Linked DNA regions of Anas platyrhynchos: region 1 is linked to region 2. Evidence: chromatin contacts called from public Hi-C data. All regions are on one chromosome and are shown on one strand. Each heading gives the region's core, a stretch centred on a gene start, on an enhancer-like site or on the middle of the called end of the contact. The rest is flanking DNA. Distances are from core to core; before and after follow the strand shown.

What was found. Hi-C and Micro-C count contacts between places; a contact is called where the count stands out from the background.
Region 1: a contact with region 2 is called in a Hi-C map of subcutaneous adipose tissue, with 2.3 times the contacts expected there. The contact joins two enhancer-like sites. A contact is called at or near these places in 2 of 8 Hi-C or Micro-C datasets (liver and subcutaneous adipose tissue).

What each region holds. Positions count from the first base shown.
Region 1 is chr12:1,764,489-1,770,451 of IASCAAS_PekinDuck_T2T, reverse strand. GALNS (galactosamine (N-acetyl)-6-sulfatase) reads right to left here. Exons shown (of 14, transcript XM_038185343.2): 13 at 4,265-4,382; 14 at 1-1,782. The coding sequence ends at 1,696. Among named protein-coding and RNA genes, the nearest start is that of APRT, 8.8 kb to the left of the region's middle. Within about 2 kb of position 4,586, at least 1 of the 8 cell types and tissues checked has an H3K27ac peak or open chromatin away from gene starts, as enhancers often do. A contact at or near this core is called in subcutaneous adipose tissue, where this site is marked.
Region 2 is chr12:1,700,880-1,706,868 of IASCAAS_PekinDuck_T2T, reverse strand. It overlaps CBFA2T3 (CBFA2/RUNX1 partner transcriptional co-repressor 3), which reads right to left. Exons shown (of 12, transcript XM_038185522.2): 2 at 135-281. Among named protein-coding and RNA genes, the nearest start is that of PABPN1L, 13 kb to the left of the region's middle. Within about 2 kb of position 2,913, at least 3 of the 8 cell types and tissues checked have an H3K27ac peak or open chromatin away from gene starts, as enhancers often do. A contact at or near this core is called in subcutaneous adipose tissue, where this site is marked.

The sequences.
Region 1 (5,963 bases), core at 3,337-5,836, 62 kb before region 2:
GCTGAGCCTCAAAACTAATGACACCATGCCAAAACGGGGAGAAATGTTATGAGGGAACTGAAAAACGCCTTGAGATGCCAGCGGGGACAAGGCAGAGCAGCTAAGACGTTTGGACTGCAAACAAATGTCAGCTGCAGATGAGCAGGCAGCAAGGTTGCGAGGGGCTGGCAGCCGGCGCTGCTGGCTGGGAGGCTGATGGATGGGGTGCGAGGAGCTGACTCAGGGGCTGTGCTCATTGCAATCCTGCAGGATTATCCAGCTCCATCAGACGTCCACGAGGAATTACTGCCGAGGAGATTACAGGTAGCGTAAATCATGGGAACGGGGAGAAAGCAGTCGGGATTACAGGGCAGGTAGGAACACAAAGCGGAGGAGCCCGCAGCAGGCGGAGCGCAGCGGTTAACACAAACTCTCAGCACGTCTCACGCCAGCCCCAGGCTTTGCTTGGGGTGGAAGCAGGACTGTTTAGACTCCCAAGGCAGCAAAATGCCACGCAGAAAGGGCATGCGTCCTGTCTCAAACACAGGAGGGCTGGAAGTGAACCTGTCACTGGTGCAAATGGCACATTCATGATTGCTTCTGGCCATTCTTGCAGTCCCGCAATAACCTGGCTGGGTTCTGCCCAATAAATGTTTATTAGCAGTAGTGAGGAGTGTGAAAACGGCTCAAAATCAGAGGAGAAATTTGCAACGTGGAGTTATGCGAAGAATTTGCATTTACCGTGAACTCTGTTTAGAGAAGTGCTGCGCCCAGGCCCTGGAAAGTTTGCACAAGGAGAATTCCTCAGAGAGCACAGACTGCAAACAGGGTCAAGAGTTAACAGCTGGTGTAAACGGGCATTTCTGAGCCTGCAGTTGGCTGGGCTCAGATCATGAGGCCAGAAGCGTGACTTAAACCATATTTGGACCCAGATTTTTGGAAACGAAGAAACCCCTTTAACTGAACAACTGCCCCGCAGCTCCCCAAGAACATGCTGCGTGCCATCGACAAGGCAATACTTACAGGAGCACTATCTTCAAATTTCTTTACAACTTGACCTACTGAACGTTTGCAGCTACAGATGGCATGAACGCAGGGTGTTTGTTGTCCCTGGAGCCAACCCCTTGGTCAAGAACAGGAGGGAGCACTTGTGGGCACTCAGCGATGCTCCGCAGTAAAGCTGCACCCAGTACTTGCAAATTTAGGAAGAACGGGGAAAAACAGGTTGGTGTCCAAAGAGTGCACAATGGAAATCAAATGTTAAAACAACAAGCAACAGGCAACGAAAACACGGGGAGTTTGGGCAGGGTTTTCTGGCTACTGTACGTTTCCTGCACCCCGTGGCCACCGTTGGGGCATCTGCATGAGCACTGATTTGAGAGGTTGGGTGGAAGGAGCCAGAGGAAAGGTGCATCCGTGGTGCTTCTGAGCTAACAGCAAAGTTGTGCTTGTCCAGAGAGCTTTTAGAGTTGAAGTAGTCTTCACTGAGAATTTACCATTTACGGAAAGAACTAAAACAAGAGAGGAGTACAGGCTAAACCCTGAGCACTAGCAGTATAAACACTGGCCCTTTTGGAAGAGCAAATGATGATATCACACATACATCACACCCTTCCTGTGTAAACAGGAGTGCCAACATGAGAAGACATGCATTGTAAATGCCGTGTCCAGCTGGTTATGGCTTTTCTGAGTAGCTCCTGAGGGCTGCATAAAAGGTCAATGAGGCCAAAAGCACTTCTTAGGATTCGACTCGGGTGGTTGCAGGCACTTCCCTAGTTTCTCACAGCCTGGGGGAGACCAATTCTGTTAGAAACAAACAAAATATAGAGAAAAATGAAGTCAAATGTTATATCAAGTATGTGCTAAGCCCTGTACCCTAAGTGACCCCTTTCAGTTCATCATAAGATGCTCTTATGTCCTCCTTGAAAGACAAAACCCATCTCACAACTGATGCTGCTGGGCTCATCACATTTCCAACTCCAAATCCTGTTCACAAAGGCTTTAGGAAGGACTACAAATGGTTACACAGCAGATGATTCCCTTTGCTGGGGTACCGTGGGCTCTCCTGTACCAATGCAGCCTGCCAGGACTCTGGGGATTTCCTCTCTTTCTTGTAGGAGCAAACAGATCACGAGGTTTTGGTGGAACTCTGTTTTCCCATTCTGCCTTCGGAAATCTTTTATGGTTTTTCTCTGACCCTCTTCCTCTCCAGGTCTACCCATCCACGGGCGAGTTTTATCACTACTAAAGCTCCGTTCAGCCCCGACCCATCGCCTTCTATTTATTTTTTCAAGTCATTTATGTTTGCTTGGAATTAAATTCCTACGGAGGGAAAGGAAAGCTTAACCCCAGAAAAAATACAGGAGCAGGTTTCTGTTCCCTCTAGCTGACAACAGATGGCAGTGAGACACCAGCTATCTGCCAGGCACAGCAGCACACAGCGGAGATCTGGCGGAAGGGCTTCAGATGATTCAGGAGCAATTAATGCTGATTTCGAACTCTGCTCCTCAATTTTAAAATGCGCAAGCACCACTGGGAATTTCAGGTGCTTGACCACTCTGTAGAGGCAACAGAGATTCAAAGAAACAAAGAAAATATTGATTTTTTGGGGGGAAAAAACAGACTGCATCTGCTTCAGTTTCGCAGTCTAAGTCAGTTTTCGTGGATCAGGGCTGTAAGAGCCCCAAGGAGCTCCATCTCCACTGCTGGTGGGCTACACTATGGATGGGCCAGCAGAATTTCAATGACGTTTTGGGGCATGGCTTTAAGAAGTGATGGTTACATCCCAGCACCTCCCAAAGACAGGTTTAGGGTCCAGCCAACCCCACCAATCCTGGTACTCCAAGAAGATTTGGTTACCTTTAATTCTGGTCTCAAAAGGCAGACAATAATTTGGTGCCTGTTTATTTTAGTTTTGTGACTGCGTCATCGGCCAATTAGAAGTGTACGTTGAATAGAAAATTTGTGACCTAAAAAAGCTTCCTGCTGAGATTTGAACATTTCTATCAAGATTAGAGCATCACCCAGCCCACTGGGGAGGGCTCTCCCCCTCAGACAGCCTGAATGACCTGGTTTGATGCAGTCATTAACCTCTTTTGCTTATAAATGGCAGGTACGACTGGCCGAGGCTCAGCCAGGACATTCCCACAGCCAAAGCAGAAGAGGCAGCTTGTGGTCTGCTGAGAGGAAAAGGCAAAACTTCGGCCCAGCTGAGAAAAGAACCAGGTATGTTCAGGGAGAAAACTGACCGTCAGCAGCCCCAAACTGAGAGCTGGGGGTTTGGGGTGAAGTCCAGGAGATGTTTAGTGTAAGCCTACACTTTACAAAGCAGTTTTGGAGCTGGAGTCCGCCCAGAAGAAATGCCCTTCCAGTTAGGGGCTCTGGCAGGCACTGGGGAGAGTCCCTGAACCCAGAAAGGTGCACAGAACAGTGTTTGTTAAGGGAAATGTTGAATAACAAAATAACACAGGAACAATGGTACTTCAAATCTTTTTTGCTGCTTAACATCCAAAAATAAAAGATGTTACTAAACTAAAAACATCCAAAAATAAAAGATGTTACTGAACTTAAAAAAGATCTTTGCCTTCTTACTGAACAGACAGCTCCACATTTTGCACTTTTCTATCTGGCTGGAGACAGACCCCAAGCAGCAGGTACTCACTGTTTGTTTGAGGAGATTATTTCGGTGTCAGGAAGCCTGTTACTATTTGGTGTCAGTCTTTACAGGCACATCCCCTTAAAACCACACAACCTCTTGTCATCCGACAGCTTTATCTCCTATGGACCAGCCAGGTTTTTTCCAGGTTCACAACAAAGCGAGTGGCGTTTGATAGGAAAGGTAAACTGTGACTTTCCAGTGTTTAATTCAAACTGGACTGCAGAACTGCAAACGCTTTTGGCCTGCTTCAAGCCAGAAGCACTTGGGAAAAGACAGGCACAGGTGGACTTGGAGAGGACTGAGCTACACCAAAGATACTCGCTGATACAGCACAAAAAAAAGACAAGAGGCTCTGTCTCAGTCCCACCACTTGAAATGTAGAGGACTTGTGAGATTTGCAGAGGGGGGACTAGAAAGGAGAAGTATCTGCAGTTGTCCATGCTGTGATATCTCGAAGGAAGTCACAGTTTATCACGGCGTGCTGATGGATTTAGCAGACACTGCCCAGCCCTCCCCTCTGTGCAAGGACAGCCTCCTTCTTCTCCATCCCTTCCCGACAGCAGGTGACGTTTTTAAGTGCAAAATATAATTTAAGAGGAGATTTTTTTGGATGTTTTAGCTACTCACCATGACGGCCTTGTCGCACACGTTGAGCTGTGGCACTCCTGGCACCATGGTCTCCTTGTGCTGCTGCACCACGGCAGAGATGCGCTCCATAACTCCTTGGTATTCTTCACTGGCAAAACTAGAACGTGAACAAATGATGGAAGTTATTAGCGGGGCTTCCAGAATGCAACTGTTTGGAGACAGAGCGTTGTTAAAGCGTCCACACCGCTCAGCTACGTCAGCCTTTTTCTGGACCATAGCAAAAGAGGAGAGCCTGTAAACATGCAGCCGACGCTAACCGCCCACGGGTCCGTGGGGGAATGAAGCATCTGAGCTGGCAAAATCCATCCTGGCTGGGCTTGGAGGCTGCAGGGATGAGCTGCCCAGCCCGGGGGAGCACGGCACAGAGGCACGTGGCTCCCCGCGGATCACCAGCCTGGGGCTTCAGCTTGGAAATCTGCCTGCCCCACGGCCCCAAATGCCTGATTCCCTGGGGGATGCCATTAGCAAGGAAGGGTGTTGGGGTTGTGCCACATGTGAGGTCACCCAGTTCTGGATGTTTTCACCCTCCACACTCTTTCGAGGGCTTTTCTGTAGCATGGAAGCATTTAGGGAAGGGAGTCAATGTCAATACTTGGTTTTTCAAGAGTGCTCTTAAGCAAAGGCTTTCAAACGCAACCACCCATTAGCCAGTAAAACTTCACAATCACCGAGTAAAAAGAACTAACATTATGCAAACAGGAAGATGGAGAAGAATAGAAGTTATTTGTCCAAGACAAGAATACCTCCTCCGTTTCGCAACATCCACCCCGGGGTTCTGCCCCTCTACATTCTTCCATCTCGGCTTTATTATTCCAAGCTGGGACCCATCTGTCATGCTCCAAGCCCTCATACCACGTTATAAATTACCAGATTTGTATCCAAACTCTTACCCCGGTAGGCACTTGTTTAAGCAGTTCGGGGTGTACTCCGCTCATATTTCAAGTATTCCTAAAACGGAGGCCGGCTACCCAATGATCTCATTTTGCCCATCACGTTCGGAGCCACTTCAAAAACAGAGAGCGGCAAATTGCTTCTGAAGATAAAAGAGGAACAATGCAGCCTGGTCCTGACCTCAGGCTCCCTTTGCTTCCAGTCCAAGCTGGCCACCAGCCCCGTACTCCAGCTAATTTCCTTCTTTAAAAAACAATCACATTTCGAAGCCCAGTAATGTGCCAACAGTTTCCAGTAAGCCCTATAAATATCGCATCTCGGCAGCCATCCAGGGAGAAGCTGATTGCGGGGATGGGCCTGAGCTTTGCTGATAGAGAAGCGGAAGGGAATTGGAAATGACAACCTCGAGCAAACAAAGCTGTTGCTCTCACACCCAGCTGGCTGGATCCTGGTGGAGAGGCGATCACCAGGATCAGATCCCCGTGGATCACCCTAAAAGATTCCTGCTGCGAAGCTCCCGAATTTGCGCGCTCCTCTTCCCGTGCATCCCATACCTCAGCTCCCACGGCAGGCAGCTGAAAAAAGGAGGGCTGCAGAAGTTTGGGAGCTGCCAAGGACCATCTGTGACTCACGCCCTTGCTGAGGACACTCGAGGCAGCAGTGGCTTGGCTCAGCGAGGTGGGAGCGTTGCATCCTGGTGGCACAGTGGCCTTTCAGCTCGGCAAGATTTTATCTGGCAGCCCTGCGCTCGCGTTTCAAGCACGCAGGATTGCCAGCGCAGCAGCAC
Region 2 (5,989 bases), core at 1,664-4,163:
CAAGGATCACCACCCCACGGCACGGCCAGCACCACGCAGCGCAACGAGGTCGCGACGGATCCCAAAGGCAGCACGTGGCCGAGGGAGCCGGGCAGCCCCCCTGCCCGCCGTCCCCTCCCCGTCCCCATACTCACTGGTGCTGGGCGTGAAGGAGGGGTGGCGCGTGGCTCCCTGCGTGACGGCCGGCGGCGGTGGCGGCATGCTGGGCGGCGTGGACCTGGGCTGCGTCTTGACGTCGGCCGGCGAGTCGGGCATGGTGGCGGCCCGCTTCGCCGCGGGATCTGCGGGGACAGGGCGCGCGCGGTGAGCGGGGCAGTGCCGCCGGGGACAGCCCCTGCCCGGAGGGTCAGGGCCTCGGGGACCTCGGGTGTCGCCGGTCCCCAAGTGGAGTGGGAGCGCAGGGACATGTGGGGACGGTGCCCGGTGCCCTGTGTCCCTGTAGGGTGGTGGGGACGGTGCCCTGAATCCTCCACGGATGTGTGGCACTGGAGAAGGGACAGGGCACGGCTCTGCAAGGTGTGAGCTCCACATCTTGCGCACAGCACAGCCCGGGCACATTATCACAGCATTATCACAGCTGCCATCCCTGCAAAGCCACCCGCCTGCCAGCAGCGACCTCGGGGATCCCGTGCCCAGGCTGCCCGCTAGCACCTCGCCAGCCCCAGGGCGATTGCGGGCATCGTGGTGCCGGGCAGGGATTGCGCACGGGCAGCAAATCCTGGGTGCACGATGGCTGGCACACGATGCTGCTCCCTGTGCCACCCACAGCCCAGAGGCTGCCGTGCCATGCTGTGCCATGCCGTGCCAAGTGGCCACGAGCACGCCAGCTGCACAGGTCTGTCACCATCCTGGCCAGGGTCCCCGCTGCACGCAGCGGGCTCGCCACCAGGCACGGCTGCTACCCACTCATCTAACGCGCACGCCTAATCCGCTGCAACTGTCGGGAGATTAATCGAGCCCGGCGAGAGCACATGGTCCGGGCTAAATAAAACCGGGGCCTCGTCCCGAGCAAGATGCTAGCAGGGCTCATCCTGCAGCTGATGCCACGTGGGGAGGAGTGGGGAGCCAGGAGGGCTGGAGGTCACCACCGCGGTCCCACGGCACCCCTGGCACCAAGTGAGTGTCCTTGGCTGGTGTGCAGGGCCATCCTGGCACTGCGTGCTGGGGTTTGCCTTTCTGCGCCCCCTTCTCCCTCTCCAGCCACAGGAGAAACCCCCAAGGCTAAACAGCACCTCTGCCACGGAGCAGCAGTTTGTTCGCGGGCTCTGCCAAAATAAACGGGATGCTTTGAAAAACACCTCTGCTTTTCCTCGCCACGGGGTTTGGGAACGGCTCCTCCAGGCAGGACAGAAGGGACTTGTTGGAAGATGCTGGGGGGGGGGACGATGCCAGGGGGTGCCTGGCTCGCACCCTGACCTGCAGCCTCCCTCCCACCTCCTGGGCCCGTTGTGTGGCTCTGCAGCTTTACGCCAGGTGTAACAGCCCCGGGGACAGCCCTGGCACGGGGGAGGCACGAGAGGTGGTGGGTCCAGTGCTTCGGACTGGAACCAGCTCTGGCTGCCCACATGGAGATGTGTCCGCAGGCTCACGAGGCTCCAGCACCAGAAGGGACGCAGAGCATGGGTTTTGTGCCCCGAGGACAAAAAGGGTGACAAGGAGAGGTCAGCCTGCAGCCCACATCCCACGCGTGCCCTCATGATGCTGCCAAGCCCAGCCCCTGCTGAGTGTCCCCAGGACGCATGGAGACGAGGGGGAGCCCTGGCACAGCCGGGGGGCTGCCATCCACGTGGCCCCCACGAGCCCACCACGAGGTGGGTGTGAGCGCAGCCAGTCCCTTCATCCACAGAGCGTGCAACAGGGCACAGCCAAACCCTCCTTGGCTCAGCACCCCCTGCCCCTTGGCAAAGCACGGATCTGGGCATCCTTCCCCTCAGCCAGCGTCCCCCCAAGCAGGGGCACGGCATGGAGGCCACGGGGCTCGTCCAGCTGGAGGAGAAGGTGGAGAGGTGGCACCCTGGGGACCCTGTGCCACGGCACCTGTACCACGCTCCCTGTGTGGATCTGGCTCCAAGGGGCTGCAGCAGAGGGGCCTGGCTCTGCCTGGGCTTGGGGGAAAAAGCACAAATCCGCTCATCCTGGCGCCGGCACGGCTGCTCCGCAGCTTCCCATCAGGAGGAAAGTCTCCACGAAGCTGAACAAACACCAGGGGAAACTGCGTCTGGGTGTGTTATTTCTCTCTCTCTCTCTCTCTTTTTTTTTTCCCTCCTCCATCTCTTGAAGCCATAAGTTTTTCCTGCTGCGTTTGCAATCCAAACACCGCCGCGCGGGCACAGGAGCAGGAGGCAGCCCCCGAAGTGCCGGATTTCTCGGTGCTGAAGCCCAGAAAAGCCCAAAGCAAACAGAGCCAGGCTGCAGGGACACCCGTGCGCCCCGGTGGCACCATCCCCACGGCGTCACACGTGCCAGAAGCAGGGCGCTGCCCCTCGCTTCGCCAAACCACCCTGGAAGCCCCAGCTTTTGCCTCCAGCCCCACGAAGCTCCTGTGAGGCTCTGAAGCACCGGTGACGGCAGCCTGGCCACGTCCTGCTGTCCTGCCACGTGTCCCTCTGTCCGTCCTGCCCTCCCCGTCAGCGGCAGGCGGTCGCCAGCCCGTGCCCAGGCTCTGCCCCCCGGCAGCGCCTCCGAGCGTGGCACCAATTCCCCGGCACCGCTCAAACTCTACTGGAATCCTTTTTTTTTTTTTTTTTTTTTCCTTTTTTTTTTTCTTTTTCTTTTTCTTTGGGGTAATTTGTCCCAGCCGCTCGGGGCTGTGTCTGTTTTCCTACATCTGGTTTCCATTAGGCCTGTGCAGCCCAGATGAATAAGTAATAATATAAAAATAAAAGGATTAGTATTTTCTCCTCCGCTGGCCGGAGCGGGGCCGTACCCCGCCCTGCCTCCCGGTGGGAATCAGATGCCGAACCCCACGCACCCCCCGACCCCGATTTGTCACACCGGAGGCCTTAACCCCCCACGTGCTGGCTGGGGACGGTGCCCACTGGTGCCACACGGCCACAACCGTGCCCACTGCCACCCCTGCGGGTGCCAAAGCAGGGCACCACGTGCGCCAGCCAGCTTCCCAAGCCTGGGGGTGCAAATCCCCCTGCTGTGCCCCCTGCTCTCTGCACCCTTTAGCCAGGCCTTGGGGTGGCTGGGGACAAGGACAGGGACATGCCAGTCCCTGTGTGGCTGCGTGGCACCCAAAGGCAGTGCCCGCTCTGCTCCCGTGGGCACGGAGCCATCCCGGTGCAGCAGCGGCTGTCGGAAAGCTCCGGCTGCCTGCGAGCCTCCCGGCGAGGCTTTGCCATCGAGGAAGGGGTTAAAAGGGAATTAAAAGAACAGCATCCTTCATGCTCTCCAAATGGCCACAAATGAAATCCAGATGCTGGAGGCGACGTCTCCCCGAAGCCAGGCTGCCTCCCAAACAAAGGAAAGCATTCCTGCTGCTCAGCTGCTGGTGCCACGGGGGCCAAGAACAACTCCCTGATAAGATCGCGAGGGCCGGAGCCTCTCCATCTGGAGCGCGTTAGGGCAGCTCTCCGCGCCGGCAGCCGGGCGGCCGCGCTCCCACGTGTGCGAGCCGGGCACGGGTGGGGGGGAACCGCAGGGCGCCGGCGCCCCCGAGCTCCGTCCAGCACCCCCGGGTGGGCGCACGCGGCGCCAGCCACCCCGGTGCCTTCCTGGCGCAAAGAACGGGGGTGTTATGGGGGTGCCCGTGCCCCAAATCCCAGCGTGGGCACCCCAAGGAGCCGTGGCGCACGGGCTAAACCCTCCCCAGCACCCTGCTGTCAGCTCCTGGGGACATCCCCAGCGTGGGGAAAGGTCCCCACCCCCGGGACATGGTGACGATGGCAGGCAGCTGGTGGGGGAGGACGTGGCTCCCCCCAAATTGCGCATGAAGGGGAGGGAAGCGGGATGGTGGTGTGCCAGAAGGGTGCTGCGCAACTCCAGGCCTATCACACAGCCACGGCCGGGGTGTCCCACGTCCCCAGGGGGCTTTGGAAAGAGGTGAGGGGGTGGAGAAGGAGCAGCAGCTGGGGCTGGAGCCGAGGGGCGAAGGAGAAAATGGGGACACCCCACACGGCTCCCACCACCCCACACAGGTGGCACCGGTGTCTCCTCCTCGCTCTGACAACTTTGTGAGGTTTCCCTGAAGCAGCACATTTTGGGGAGCCGGGCTGCAGGGTGCGGGAGGAGTTGGGGTGGGGGGGCGAAGCGACGCAAGCCCCAGCACCAGTCAGCACAAATGAAGCCTTTTAAAAGGAAATCAAATTAATTAAAGCCTCTGCAGAAGATGTAAACGAAACCTGGCCTCTGGCAGCTCCAGGCCCAGCGAGGCACTTGCAGGCGCCCTGCAAACGGGGAGCTGTGGCTGCAGAGCCACCGCCGCCAGGAAGCCGGGCAGCACCCGGCACTGCGGGCACCCCACGGTGCTCGGGCATCCCCTGCTCTCAAAGATGCTCACACCACGGGCAGCACACTCCCTGCTCCCCCAAAATCCACGCCATGCACCACGCCGTGCAGCCGGTGAATTTGGGGATCCCTCGCCCATGGGTGCCCTGAGCCATGCCCCAACCTGGGACACTTCCAGCCACCCCACACGGGGAGCACGGTGGGTTTCCCTTTGCCACATCCCAATTTCCTTCCCTCTCCCTGCAGCCCCTGGCTGGGTGGGCACCGCAGAGGTGCCCGCGCTCCCCGGGGAATCAGGGACCCCAGAGCCCTGCCCGCTGCCCTGAGCAGCACCCCCGAGGACCTGCAGCCCCCCCAGGGCCACAGCCATCAGCTGCCGGTCAGCTGGAGCCAGGGTGGAGGGAGAGGGAGGGAGAGGGAGGTTATTCTGATTTTCCTCAAAAAAAAAAAAAAAAAAGGGAAAAAAAAAAGCCCTCTCTGTTTTACAAGCCTTCATTTGCTATTGTTTATGTAAACAGGTAAATTGTTTCGTATCTCAATTAAAAACATCTGCCACATAAATGAATACCAATTAACTCATCCTGTTTTTAATTACTCTGTTAATTACACACAGGCAGCAAAAAGGATGGCAGGGGAATAGGGAAAGCATGCTTACAGCCCCCCCCCCCCCCCTTCCCACCTTGCTCTTGGCAAGGATCCGAAATATGCCCAGATAATGATGGATTAAGGTGGCTGGTGAAAACAATGGCTCGTCGCCAGCTCCGGGGATTTCGGCTCCCTCCCCGCCCCCGGCCGGGCGCCTCACAGGGGTATTTCCCGTTGCCCTCCCCATGACGCCCCCCATTTTGGGAACCCCACCAGAGGTGTCTGCATCGCCCCGGGACCGCGGCACAGCCTGGCCACCTCTCCCGGTGCCGTCCCCACAGCGCATCCCCGGGTGACAGCAGCCCCCGGAGCCACACGGCCACTTGCAGAGGACTCGTTGCCCGCGCACCGTGGACCAAACACCCCCTGGGTGTGCCCACGATGCCCACGGGGCGAGCACCATCCTGCAGCCCGGCCGTCCCGGCAGCGATCGCCGGGTGACCCTCGTGCCGTCAGCTGCGCCGGCCTCGCACCCCCCCACCACCCCTCCTCCTTTCCCCGGCTGCGGGAAGCTTTCCAAGCAAGCAGATGGGGCAGGGGGAGCCGCGGCGGCGAGGAGGAGAGCAGAAAAGGCTATTTTCTCACGCTACATATTTTACAAGTCGAACATTTTGTGCAGTTCAGCCTTGCCTGTAAAACCGTCTCGGGACCGAGCGCCGGGGCGCAAGAGCCGACGGCGGCGTGGGACAACACCACCGGGCAGCCCGAGGCAGAAAAGCCACGAGTGGGGTCCCAACGCCCCCTCCCCATCTTTCCGAGTAGGGGACTCGCTCCCCAGGTGCTGGGGGAGCACAGGACGGATCCTGGCCCATGACCATGAGCCTTGTGCCTGCCCCGTCCCACCAGCAGCTCGCGGGCGCGGGAGGAGGTGGGCACGCACACGCCCTCGCTG